Regions from separate parts of the Bombyx mori genome. Here region 1 is linked to region 2. A link is a contact called in public Hi-C data. All regions are on one chromosome and are shown on one strand. The core of a region is the stretch at or near the end of the contact, and the rest is flanking DNA. Distances in the headings are between cores, read along the strand shown.

Region 1 (7,401 bases), core at 622-3,121, 66 kb after region 2:
TCACATTTAGACATGTAATTGTTTTATTCTTTTAGTTTGTCAACATGATCAGGGCAGAGGTGCCAACGGTTTCATAAGATTTGAGATAATCCAAATGTTCGCTAAGTATTCTGCGCGATGTGATAAAAATAAATAATAAAAACTGCCTAATTTTAATAGAGAAGATTGTTTCCGCATATCTAATATTTGGAGTATTCTTAAGAGTGAAGATGAGAACCGGAATCAAATAAACTGACCGTCCTCAACACCGTATTCATTTAAGTATTCTTTGCAAAATATAATTTAAAAGTCTAGAATCTTTTTTTCCAAAATAGACGGTAGCTACGAGATTATTCAAATATCCGACGTATAACATTTGAGCCGTCCACTACTACGAAAACTGTAAAATACTCGAAGCTTTGGAAATATCCTGTAAAAAGTGCAGCTAAAGACAAGTCGAATCCCAGAAAATCTCCCAGTGAATCTCGAAAGCTATGAACATTTCGGTATGAAATACAAACACAATAATTCCACGAAATCGTTTTGCGAATAGCGAAATACTAAGTATAATATTATTAAACAAGCACAATCAATAATAATCATAGTCACATAGTAGTCCGATAGTTTTCCACGGAACTTATTATTCGGTGAGGTCAAGGTTTATCACTATTCTACGATAATAAAAAAAACAGTTTTATTTCCTTAAAAAATAATAATTAATCGAACCGATAAAGAAAACGTATTTGATTGCAATAGGGAAGTGTATTCTCTGTGGTTTCGACAGTTTTTTTAGCGACTTCCCATTCGGCCCTGGAATTAAAAAATACCCCTTGTTTTTCTAGGCTGGGGACTGAAACTCTGCGAGGTCCCCGCGTCTAGGAGGCGAAAAATTTACTTTAAGCGATAGGCAATGACTCAGTTAATACCCTGGCATTGCTTGAGTGGTGGCTAAATGGTAAAAAGTTCGTGTATCTTCAATGACAGTAAAAAAGTTAGCGCATCTGGCCAACAACCCAAAAACCATAGGGCGCCCTAATCTAGACGATTCCTAGTCGCTTAAGAAATAGTGGTAGGACGTCTTGTGAGTCCGCACGGGTAGGTACCACTGCCCTGCCTATTTCTGCCGTGAAGCAGTAATGCGTTTCGGTTTGAAGGGTGGGGCAGCCGTTGTAACTATACTGAGACCTTAGAACTCATATCTCAAGGTGTGTGGCGGAATTTACGTTGTAGATGTCTATGAGCCGCCAATTAACATCAAATGGGCCGTGAGCTCTTTCACCCATGTATCCAATAAATAAAAAGTAGTGAACTAAAGTGTTGTATGTACGCTTTACAGATTTACGGCTACGACCGGTGTGCTTAGTGAGAGTTTTTTAACGTTCTCGATAACGTAAAAGTTAACTCAAATTTGTATGGAGTTGGAATGTTCGCCTAAGTTTGCCGCTAGGGGCGCTGTTCCAACTGCATACAAATTTGAATTAACTTTTACGCTACCGAGAATGTTAAATAAATAATAGTTTAAAAAAATAACAAAATACGCTTTTATAGAAAATCCAACTAAAATATAGAAAATAAATTTGAATTAAAAACACGCTTTTTTTACAATAAAATCATTTTTTCTTGCACTGTTTTTAATAATTAATTTAAACTATCATTTTTTTTATTTTATTTTTTAATATTGATTTGTCATCTATCCTTTAATAAGTATACCAAATTTCTAGTTAATCCGACGTTTTGAAGAGGGTCAAAATCATGTTCAAAGATTCCGTTACAAACATACATACGTCTGAAGCTAATAAAAGCTTATTAAAAACTCGCAATATACACACTGATCTCGGCCGGTTGTCACGCTGTCTGACGGGCAGTTGACGTAATGCAAGATAAGTTATCGATTAGAATTGACTTTGAGCGGGAACGCTATCGATTTTTACTATAAATACACAATATTATCGATACTACACGTAAATAAATCGCCATGCGTGATCACGAATGTAAGATTGCGGTTATGTGTGTAAACGCTTCCGAGTGTTTGGTCAATGACATTAATGATGTTTGTTGTAAATGACAGACATGAGGTCGAAATGTCAATTGTGCTTAGCTTCCCGCCCCCCTACAAATTGGAACGCAGAGTTGCTTGCTGGAATGAGGAAGCCCACTAGTGCGTACTATAGTACTTGAGACCCACGCGCACTATGCGTACTATGGTACTTTAAAGTTTCACCCAACGAAGTTCCAACAAAGTCTACAGTCCAAGCGAAGGCCAAACCGATTAGTAATTGATTTATAAATAGTGGAAAGATCAAATGCATATTCCCTTGAGAGTAATAATCGAATTTTATGTTCGAAGATGCCGACCTCTGTTAGAGAGACTCTAAAGATTTATTGGTGGTAGGACCACCGCCCTGCCTATTTCTGTCGTGAAGCAGTAATGCGTTTCGGTTTGAAGGGTGGGGCAGCCGTTGTAACTATACTGAGACCTTAGAACTTATATCTCAAGGTGGGTGGCGCATTTACGTTGTAGATGTCTATGGGCTCCAGAAACCACTTAACACCAGGTGGGCGGTGAGCTCGTCCACTCTACCACATCTAAGTAATAAAAAAAACACGGTACCTACCTTACTCGTAACGTATAGGATTGACAATGGTACTGACTCGTCACAGCCCATCACTAGTACAACTTGTCTACAGCAATACAGACAGCGCAAAGAAAATTACTGTCGCGCATTCGTTTCAATGATTACGCTCCAATCTCTATATATAAAAATGAATTGCTGTTCGTTAGTCTCGCTAAAACTCGAGAACGGCTGAACCGATTTGGCTAATTTTGGTCTTGAAAAAATTCAAGTGTGGAAGTCCAGAGAAGGTTTAAAAGGTAGAAAAATATGAAAATGCTCCGAATTTAAATAAAAATAACAATTTTGTTTTTCCTTTGATGTGTCCCCCGTCGGTCTTTTATTTATCGATTGAGGCACTACGAAGTCTGCCGGGTCAGCTAGTAAAAAATAAATAATCTCGCAAAACCAAACGCGGTACCAAACAAAAACGAGTATCTCTTCGATATTCCATTGATTACGAGCACGGGTGGCGGTGAATCAACAACTCGGATCGATCTACATAACCGGTTTTATGTCCCAGCACTAGCGGCCGACGAGAACTGTCAATTGAACATGTCATTGATCTTATACTTTCGAACGGTTTTAGGGTGTACCGAGAAAGTACATTACTGTTTTTTTTATTTTTTTTATTGCCCTTCTAGGCAGACGAGCATACGGCCCACCTGATGGTGAGTGGTTACCGTCGCCCATGGACTTCAGCAATGTCAGGGCAGAGCCAAGCCGCTACCTCTTTTAAAGAAGAACATGTCATAGCGCTCGGGAAACACCGTGGGGGGAGCTCATTCCATAGCCGGATGGTGCGTGGCAAAAAATATCTCTGGAAACGCACGGTGGATGGACGCAGTGGCTTCAGATAATATGGATGAACTCTGCTCCGATGGCGGAAGGTGCGATGATAAAAAGGAGATGATCAATTAAAATGACTGGATTAATTATAATTATTTTACGATTCGATCGTAATGTTTTCATCGGTTTTCGTACGTAAATACATATGTCAGTCACCACGAAAACCGTAATTTTGTAACGTCTAAATTTAAAAAAAAAAAAATTTAAAACAGCATGAAAAATTTTATAGTTATAATAAATTCGCGCGTGTTCCTTTATTAATGTAAAATCCTTTTAAGCGACGCATGTTAAGTCAGAACACTCGTAATAAGAGATTATAATTAAAGAAATTGATTACATACTGAAAGGTGGTTTTCTATGATGAACCTTTTTAAGTTTAATTTATCAGTTAGATTAGCTTAGTGAGCTCAACAATTTTACTACACCAGATTAATTTTAGGGTCAGAATGCCATATGTCGTTTTGGATAAATTTACATTTTAATATATCCAGAGGTTAAATGCTATTCGGCTTAAGCGATATTTCGCTTAATACGCGACATTTAGCTTTGTAATTAAAGGTCCGTTTTATTTAGTACTAACGACGCGTCAGACTTCGTAGTGCCTCAATCGATAAATAAAAGATCTAAACTTTTGTATAAAATAAACTTAAAACAAACAATATGAATCCGTCCGACGGGGGACACGTCAAAGGAAAAACAAAATTATTATTTTTATTTAATCCCGCGTATTTTCATGTTTATCTGCCTTTTAAACCTTCTCTGGAATTCCACAAATAATTCAAGACCAAAATTAGCCAAATCGGTCCAGCCGCTCTCGAGTTTTAGCGAGACTAACGAACAGCAATTCATTTTTATATATATAGGTATAGATAGACAGAAGATAGATTAGCATAATATTATCCTCATATTAGCATTGCACTAGCAGTTTTTAATTGAACTTCAATTGCGTTTAAACCCTTCAAATAGCTGAAGAAGTTTTTTTTGTTATGGTATTTTTTCCAAATTTTAAGCTTTGCTGTTAAGTTGCAAAAATGTCCCTTAAAAATATATAGCCCTTCAACCCTATTACACAACCTTCAATCAAGCACTTTCGCGTCATGCGCCAAATGCGCGAAATAAAAACAATTATCCGATTCCTTTTTTGAAACACGAAATGCGAATGCAATACCGTAAATATTCATTAATTATTTGCATAATCAAGGTCGGTGAACCTTATAAAGAGAAATTACACCACAATAAAAACCACACGAAACTTTAAGGATTTTCCGTGTACGAATTTGGCGAATGTCGGTTTTTGTTTGTCCCGTACCAGCGGTTACCTCGATACCTTAACCGATTCAAGTACCGGTTTTTTATCGATCGATTAAAACGTTTTCACGGCAACATGATATTTAGGTCGAAAATTACTTGATGTTTTTCTGAATTGGCAACCTAATTTTTTTATATATCTGACGTTTTTTTAGGAATTTTATGAACTGGTAACGTCGGATCTGGAGGATTTTTGAACTGTTATTTAGTGCTGAAAGTGGGACACTTTTTCAAGCATCTCCCACATGAGACGGTTCGCTCTACCTCTACCCTCCATAATTTCTAAGAAACATTAATGACACTTATCAATGTTGCCAATGTTCAAATAACGAAATTCTTATTTTTGTTTACAGTCGTACGTGACACTGACTTACGCTTTCATACTGCCAATTCTATTGTGATTTGATTTTTCAATAAACAAAATTTCAAGTCTAGATTCCGGGTAATTCACGTATCGCAAATAATCTTGAATATTCGGATTCATACGTGTGCTATAAATTAAATAATGAAATTCAATACTTGCGCACATGGCATTTTTGATTTATTGATCGGCTGCCATTCATAAAATGGCAGCCGAATGGAATTAATAACAAAACAGTTCCACAGGATTTTTTAAGGAGCTCATGAGTGATAATTTCGAAAATAGTGACGGTACATTACAATAAAACTAACGGACCCGACAGACGTTGTCCTGCAAAAATTCATTCTAGTCGATCCAGGCGTTTAGTTGCAGTATAGATAAATAGCCTATACACCGACTGCAGCGCCATCTGCCGGGCTGATATGTGAATCTAAACCATCCAGGGCGCCACCCAAATGCATACAAAAAAATTCATTTCAATCGATCCAGCCGTTTTGGAGGAGTTCAATGACATACACACGCACAGAAGAAATTTATATATAAAAATAAAGATTACGATCTACATTGACACATTAAAACAGATGAACCATGCTCGGAAGCACAGAAACCAATCCACAAGCGTTGACATAAAAAAATATATATCGCAAATAATTGATAAGACCTACATTTTAAAGAGATAAAGATCTAAGTTGACCAAATTGTCTGTCAGTACAAGAATATATCTCGATTTTTGTTTTAAATGTAAAACATATTGCTACAGAAAATAGCACCTTACACGTTTAATCTTAGTGCTTGTATTCAAACATGAAGACCATCGAATACTGAATTACCTAAACAACATCTTGAACTCGATTTGTCGAACAAAAACGTACCTTACGCTTTTGACTTAAGTATTACTCAATTTTGTATATGGTTTTGGACTTTGGTTATTTCGTATTTTACCAAATCGATTTTATCAAATGATAACATTGTGATAAGAAGACAAAAATCGATACGCGTAGTGCATTGTTCTTCACGATAATTTTATAATCGTTTTGCTCACATATCTTAATATATATAAATTACGTGTCACGTTGTTTGTCCGCGATGGACACCTAAACTACTGAACCGATTTTAACTTATTTTTTTTAAAATATGTCTTTTGTTCCAACTTAGGCCATAGGATGGTTTTTATTTCGATTAATGGTCCCAATATTCAATAATTAACAATAAAATGATTTCTTATGTTGATTATTGTTATTCATTGTAAGTAATTCATAAATCTAAAAATCTGCACTTTATTTACTTTGCACTGCTTTTGGTTGACTGGTAGAGAATGCCTTAGGCATTAAGTCCGCCAATGTAAACTTTATATGAAGTGTAAATCAGTTTTTACAGACAATTGTAATACTGTCTGACATTAATATCTCATAGATGGCGCTGTGTTAAAAATACCAATGTTTCACATAAGATACAATTTAATGGCATAAACACCACGTGTTGCTGAGGCTAAAGTATAAGTGAAATTTATTTCGTAGTAAACGCAATACAGTGAAATTCATTAGTTCTTACTTTCTTAATTTTTGGTATTAGCATAGCCGGCCACGTGTTATTTAGATACAAAAACCTTAGCCACAGCAACGTGTGGCCGGGTCTGATAGTACCTTTTTTTTTGTTAAAATAAAATTTTGTGTTAGTTTGTAAATCTTCAGCGATGCTGACTTATTTTATTTAGAATCTTAATGTGTACTTAAATGTGCTTTAAACATAAGCCCACTGAGTTTGTCGCCGGATCTTCTCAGTGGGTCGCGATTCCGATCCGGTGGTAGATTCTGCGAAGCACGGCTCTTGCTAGGGTTCGTGTTAGCAACGTCGTCAGGTTTGAACCCCGCGAGCTCACCTACTAGTTAAGGTTACGCTGAAATAGCCTTTCAAGGCCATCAGCTTAGGTAGGAAAAAAAACAGATTGACTTGGTACAGTCAGCTTCGAACCACTGGTATGTCAACGGAGGTTTCCGTCTTAACAACAACAGATGGCGCGCGAGTGTTTTTATGAATACGTGTTTCGGTAGTCACTGTGGAACATACGTCAGTATTCATAGCTATTTAAATATTTCTGTTTCAATGAATTGCCAATCTATTATATCGCCACCCCTATATTATATCCAATTACGCTAAATGTTATTAAAATTATCTGTGAAATTTCATTTATGCTCATCCTGTTAATTTTTTGTCGGTGCATTTTTTTGGCGAGACCTTAGGGTTGTCTCTTGTATTAGTTTTATTTAGTAAACGCACGTCTGCAATTTCTTA
Region 2 (6,744 bases), core at 2,906-5,405:
TTTTAATTTGGTTTATCGGGTGACACAGCATCTTTATGGGATTTTAATTTAGAGGTGCAAGGTTTAGTGCCGGGTTAAGTAAATCTAAATATAATGAAAGGCATTCTGGTACAAAGATAATATTTAAATAATTGTTTCATGATTTCACTCACGGCTTTTAGTATTTTTATTTATGGACTAGCGACCCGCCTTCGCTTCGCTTCGGAAATATTAAATTTTATTATTGATAGCCGAGTCCCGCGATTGTACCCGAGGTTATTGTCGTATCGCGAGTGACGCCGCGAGGCGAAGCTAGTCTAAAAAAAGTAGCCTAAGTAACTCCTTATATCGTGAACTACCTATTAGTGAAAGTCTCGTCAAAATCGGTCTAGCCGTTCTAGAGATTAGCCGGGACAAACAGACAGACAAAAATTGTAAATAATGTTATTTTGGTGTATGTACCGTATTATTTTCATATGTATGTAGTAAAAAGCGGTTATTTCACTATTACAAACAGACACTCAAATTTTATTTATATGTATAAATTCCAGCGCATCTGTACTGTTACTGGAGCCGATGATCAATGTAAATGCCACCAGGGTAGGCAGCGGCTTGACACTGCACCTGGCATTGCTGAAGTCCATGGGCAACGGTAACCACCGACCATCAGGCCGTATGCTCGTGTGCCTACATGGGCAACAAAAAACCCACTTTGAGACAAACGTAAGTCTTAGTTCTCTTCACAACGGCTGCTCCCACCCTTCAAACGTCCATTACTGCTTCGTGTTATGTGGTTACTGAAGCCCATAAATATCTACAACGTAAATGCGCCACCCACCTTGAGATACAAGTTCTAAGGTCTCAAGTATAGTTACAATTGCTGCCCCACCCATCAAACCGCATTACTACTTCAGGGCAGAAATAGGCAGAGTGGTGGTACCTACCCGCGCGGATTCACAAGAGGTCCCACCACCAGTAAAAACTAACCCAGAACAAACATATCTATCCAGTTTTCGTTCTTCCATTCGATCAACCCGTGGGCTGCTACAGAGTCATGCTTCTGAATTGATTTAGTGAAGGAATCCCTTCTGAATTGAATCTGGGTCGTCCATTCAGAAATCCGTGTCCCCAAATACTTGGATAGTTGCAAGGTCATATCTCTCGTCTCTCACTAGCCCGCCAGATTAAGTGTTACCACGAAAGCGACAAGTAACTGTTGCCTTAAGCCAAACAGTTAATCAACACTTTCGATTTCCATTTGATGTTAGTTTGCTTGAACACTTTCTCTGTCGTAAATTTTCATGCATTATTAAAGGTTTGATTTATGACTTCATTTTCTAATTGTTTATTATTAAATTATCGTCCTAATAAAGATGTTTCTTCCTCCTTGATGTAACGTGGGACGCCCCCTGGCTAGATGGTGCCATGACCTCCGCACGGAGGCCGGCAAGAAGTGGATGAGGAGAGCCGCAGACCGAGCTCAGTGGTGTGGATTGGGAGAGGCCTATGTCCAGCAATGGACGACTGTGGGCTGTTGATGACGATGATGATGATGATTCCTCCTTAACTCCTGGCCAAGTAATCTTGTGATTAGTAGTTAGTTTTACCACCCGGCGCTTCTTCTCTTCTGGCTACGCATCTCGTGCTTACGTGTAGTGAGTTGTTGTAGCCTAAAGGATAAGACGTCCGGTGCATTCGTGTTGAACGATGCACCGATGTTCGAATCCCGCAGGCGGGTACCAATTTTTCTAATGAAATACGTACTCAATCAATGTTCACGATTGACTTCAACGGCGAAGGAATAACATCGTGTAATAAAAATCAAACCCAGAAAATTATAATTTGCGTTATCACTGGTGGTAGAACCTCTTGTGAGTCCGCACGGGTAGGTACCACCACCCTGCCTATTTCTGCCGTGAAGCACTAATGTGTTTTGGTTTGAAGGATGGGGCAGCCACCTTTAAGAAGAAAATTTCTAAAGTAAATTAAACAGTGAAGTGTTATTCCACTATATTGTTCATTAAGTACCTACGGAATGAATATTGGCCTCTAGATAAAAAAATTTACAGAGACGTTCACATTCATTGTTTATTTATCGTGTTTTATCACAAAATAACGGCTGTTCTACACACAATGAAGATCCTTTATCGTCCTTGCATTATCTCACCTTTCTTGGAAACATGACTGGGTGCATCTGTCGTTGTTATGGTCTAAATTATACGACCTCATGGGCATACGTGCTCACGAACCACTTCTACAATGAAGTAATAACCTTTTTTTAAATTTTAATTTCCTACCTATTCGCGGTAGCCAAGGTAGCCAAGTTTCTCGCAGACTGGTAGGTGAGCTCACGGGCTAAGAGAATTTGCTAACACTAGCCCTAGTAAGAGCTGTGGCAATAAAATCAGCTGAATTAAGTATTTATCGTTCAGGAACTAGGTTAATTTTTGTCTCATTTTAACACACAAATTAATAACTTAAGCCTACTTAATGTGTATCCCTATATAAAATTTTCCCGTTCTTGGTATAACTAATTTCTCTCACGAAATCAAAGAAATGTGTGATCATACGCACTATTTCAGATTTTTTATAGAGCATTCGTCATTAATATATCAAAAAGAACAATGTGGGTCACACATCTCCAGTATATAATTTTAGGCTCTGTGAATGTACCATCGAAGACTTAAGTGTAAAGAAATTATCGCCTTAAGCTGAATTTCAACGAACAAAATAACGTTCGTATCTTCTTCTTCTTCCAAGCGTTTTCCCGGCTTAGTGCCAAGCTCCACTTTCCTATTTAAATTCCTCCACTTTGCCCGGTCTTCGGCATCCTTTTGGGTGAGGTTATCTTCCACATCGGTCTTTACCACATCCAATTAGAATTTCTTGGACCTACCGCGGGATCTTGGGTCTGGTAACATATAACGTCTAATAACTCGATTCGTATAATGAATTTTATTTATGCTTCGAAGATCTTTACTGTTAAGCACTTTTGCACGCAACAGTACTTGATGTAGGTGGTCCCGAAAAGTAGGGTACTTTAATTTGTGGCTTCGAAAACATTATTCAACTTAAATATTCCTTTAATGATACAAATTTTGACTGGGATACTTTAACCCTTAGGTTGCGGAGATTGATAGTAACCAGTTCGATGTGACGTCATTGTATGGGTGGCCCGGTAAATGTAACTAGGATAATACGAGGAGATTATATAGCTATAGGATTATATAGATTATATTAGGATATAGTATTATATTATATATAGGATTATACAGTACTTTTACAGTTCAATCTTGCAATTTTTTACGGTCATGCTTTATAGCAGTATCGTAACGAAATCGAAGCATAATATCGAAGGATAACAATAGCTCTGCCGTCCGAAATAATGTAATGACAATAAAAAAACACCAGACTGAGTCGTGAAACTATTTATATTTCATTATGTCTACAACTCACTAATATCCGAAGAAAATATTTTAGGAGAACCATTGGAAACAGTGAGCTTAGAGTTGAAAGAGTTAGAGTAAAATGAGAAAACTAAGCTTTTATTGTATCTGGTTCTATCCGGTCACCGTCCTCGTTGAATTTAAGTTTTATATAATTATTATATATTAAATATCATTATATTGTTGCGGTAGCTATCATAGAACATAAGATATTTAACAGATGCCTGAATCTCGCTTACGACGTTTTCAATATCAGCTTGCATATATGCAAGTTCCGAACAACAACCAACCGCACGTCATTACAGATCCTCCAGATCCATTTACGATGCTTTTAGGTACCTCAAGCACCGGTCATCGTTCTCGTCGAACCCGTTGCTTGCGACGAAGGGCTCGACGAGTAAATTAACCCACAGCACAGCCCAGTTTCTCGCCAGATCTTCTCAGTGGGTCGCGTTTCCGATCCGGTGATAGATTCTACGAAGCACTGTTCTTGCTAGGGCCAGTGCTAGCAACACTTCCGGTTTGAGTCCCGTGAGCTCACCTACACGTCAAGATGCTGAAATAGCCTCTTAAAGCTATCAGCATAGATAGGGAAAAAAAAACTAAGAACTTTAAACAAAATAGAAACATAAATACATACAAACAACGAACAGGATACAACCATTTCAATAATTTAAAAGAAATTTCTAGAAACATCCAAAAATGATTCTATGCAATTACTAAGTAAAGTTATACGCACAAAAGCATTGTGCGATGCTCTATGGGTGGGTATCAATTGTGAATATCGAGGTATGCGTATTGATGTCTGCGTAGCTTGACCAAAATTTTAACAAATTTACGGATAATTTTCTGACAAATATTCCATTGCATCGAAACGGGAGTTATAAGCATTTACTAACATGAATGGTCAATCAATCAATCAATCAATCAATCAATGAGTCCTTTATTAGGGACTTTTAGGACATTTGATTCAATCTTTGTATATTTTACAGAATCTCTCTCAGCTCAGTGTGCCTATTGGCATAAGTCTCTTTTAACATTGTTGTCTATCTTTATTAGCAACCCCCCATCCAAACACGAATGGTAAGGAATACTTTATTTTTATAGTCACTCCCTTTCTCTCTCTTCGATCGGTCCCACATTGCTGAGGATCGTGACTCCGTTTGATTCCGTCAACCAGCTGTCTCCATCGACCCCGTTCTGTATATTGGTGGAGTGCGTCGCTGACAGGTATTTTCAGTTCCTCGGCTATTTGGTCCAACCATCGTTTGGGACGTCCACCCCTAGGCCTTTTCCCCTTTTATTTTATACTCTCTCTAATCGATAATGAAATAATACTAAGTTTAGTAATTTTTAGTTTTACGTCACAAATCTTACAAATCTTAAGTCTTTTTAAACTATTACCATGTCTTGTAACAACCTCTAGACGCTGTAACAAACGAATACTTTGGTCCTAAGGCGACATTATCTATCTATCTATATATTATATAAAAATAAATCGCTGTTCGTTAGTCTCGCTAAAACTCGAGAACAGCTGGACCGATTTGGCTAATTTTGATCTTGAATTATTTGTCGAAGTCCAGAGAAGTTTTAAAAGGTAGATAAATATGAAAATGCTCGGAATTAAATACAAAAATAACAATTTTGTTTTTCCTTTGATGTGTCCCCTTGATGTGTCTTTTATTTATCGATTAAGGCACTACGAAGTCTGCCGGGTCAGTTAGTAGTTAATAAATACTTCAATTCCTTCAGTCCGGAATTCGTCCAAAGCATTCCCGAATCATGGTCACCGTCGGGCGGCACGCTTCAGAAATAGATTTACGTCTGTTTTAGGAAGAGCACCGGGCGCAGCTGACGGACGCGCGAGCTTTGTAAAGCTTTATTCCTATGAAATTATATACTCTAGTGTACCATTGCTGCTTCAATAGTTTTGGTATTTTTTTTTATAGCTAACACCACAACATATTTCGTGTCCACTACCTGAATGGACTCACCCGCAGTGCATTTCAAGAGTTCGTTTTTGGATCATACCACCTGGCATTGCAAATTCTAGTGCATATTTTCTGAGCATTATGAAATATTCCTCAACCGAGGCTAGAAAATGCTAGAAAAGCACAGTAAGATGAGCTAAGTAACAGATGCCTTAAATAAGACCGAGGGTCGAGTGAACTAGTAAATTACTTGACAGTATATTCATTTCAGAAATATCATTAAATATTAAAGATTATGTTATATGTTAAATATCATTATATTGTTGCGGTAGCGATCATAGAACACAAGATATTTGACAGACGCCTGAATCTCGCTTACGATATTTTCAATAGAAGCTTGCATATATGCAAGTTCCGAACATCAACCAGCCGCACGTCATTACGGATCCTCCATTAACGGTGCTTTTAGGTACCACGAGCACCGGTCACCGTCCTCGCCGAACCCGTCGCTTGTGGCGAAGTGCTCGACGAGTAAATTAACCCATAGACACTAAGTTTCTTGCCGGATCTTCTCAGTGGGTCTCGTTTCCGATCCGGTAGTAGATTCTGCGAAGCACTGCTCTTGCTAGGACTAGTGTTAGCAACACTCCTGGTTTGAGCCCCGTGAGCTCACCTACTAGCTCGGTGAATCTAGAATAACCCCTCGAGGTTACTAGAATAGGTAGGAAAAAGAACAACATTCGGACCATCGGTCTACCGAGCAATATCACCCGCCCGACGCAAGGGCGGATCCAGCTTTGGTGCCAGGAGGGGGTCACATAGTCATAGTCAAATCAAGAACTTATAATTTAATTTTGATAACAATAGATACAAGTAAAAAGTAGGTATTTTATTAATGTACGTAAGTACTGTACTTAAAAATATTTATTCTTTATTGTACACTTGAAAAACTTAACACATAATAACTTGTACACATTTAAAAGCTTTTATTTTTAAAAGCATTAAAATCAATGTGGTCACGACGATACACTTGATTTCATTGTGTGAATTTATCTAAGATTTTATTAGGTTGGGTCAGTAACCTTATGCTCTTCAATCTCTCTCGTCCAAAAAATATATATAAGTAGGTACATAAGTCACGCAGGACTCTTTCAGTTAGTAGGTACCTACATATCTACCTATGGGGTACTTTATGAGCATTAACAACAATAACATTTAACTTAAAACACACACACTGGGATAATGACAAACTGATTACTTACCATTTCTTGTAATTAATGAATTTACAGTAACAATTTTTAAGAATACTTATAAAGGTACACTTATAAGCACATTAAAGCTAGAAAGAAATTTTAGTTTTTTAACTTAGAACTATGTTATGATATGTT

Evidence for each region. A called contact is a pair of places that touch in the nucleus more often than the background predicts.
Region 1: a contact with region 2 is called in a Hi-C map of whole pupa, with 6 times the contacts expected there. The contact joins two enhancer-like sites. A contact is called at or near these places in 2 of 7 Hi-C or Micro-C datasets (middle silk gland and whole pupa).

Annotation. Positions count from the first base shown.
Region 1 is chr24:2,328,525-2,335,925 of ASM3026992v2, forward strand. The region is part of intron 1 of LOC101739440 (limbic system-associated membrane protein); the gene reads right to left. Among protein-coding and RNA genes, the nearest start is that of LOC101739440, 12 kb to the right of the region's middle. Within about 2 kb of position 1,872, at least 5 of the 8 cell types and tissues checked have open chromatin away from gene starts, as enhancers often do.
Region 2 is chr24:2,260,401-2,267,144 of ASM3026992v2, forward strand. All of the region lies in intron 2 of LOC101739440 (limbic system-associated membrane protein), which reads right to left. Among protein-coding and RNA genes, the nearest start is that of LOC101739440, 81 kb to the right of the region's middle. Within about 2 kb of position 4,156, at least 1 of the 8 cell types and tissues checked has open chromatin away from gene starts, as enhancers often do.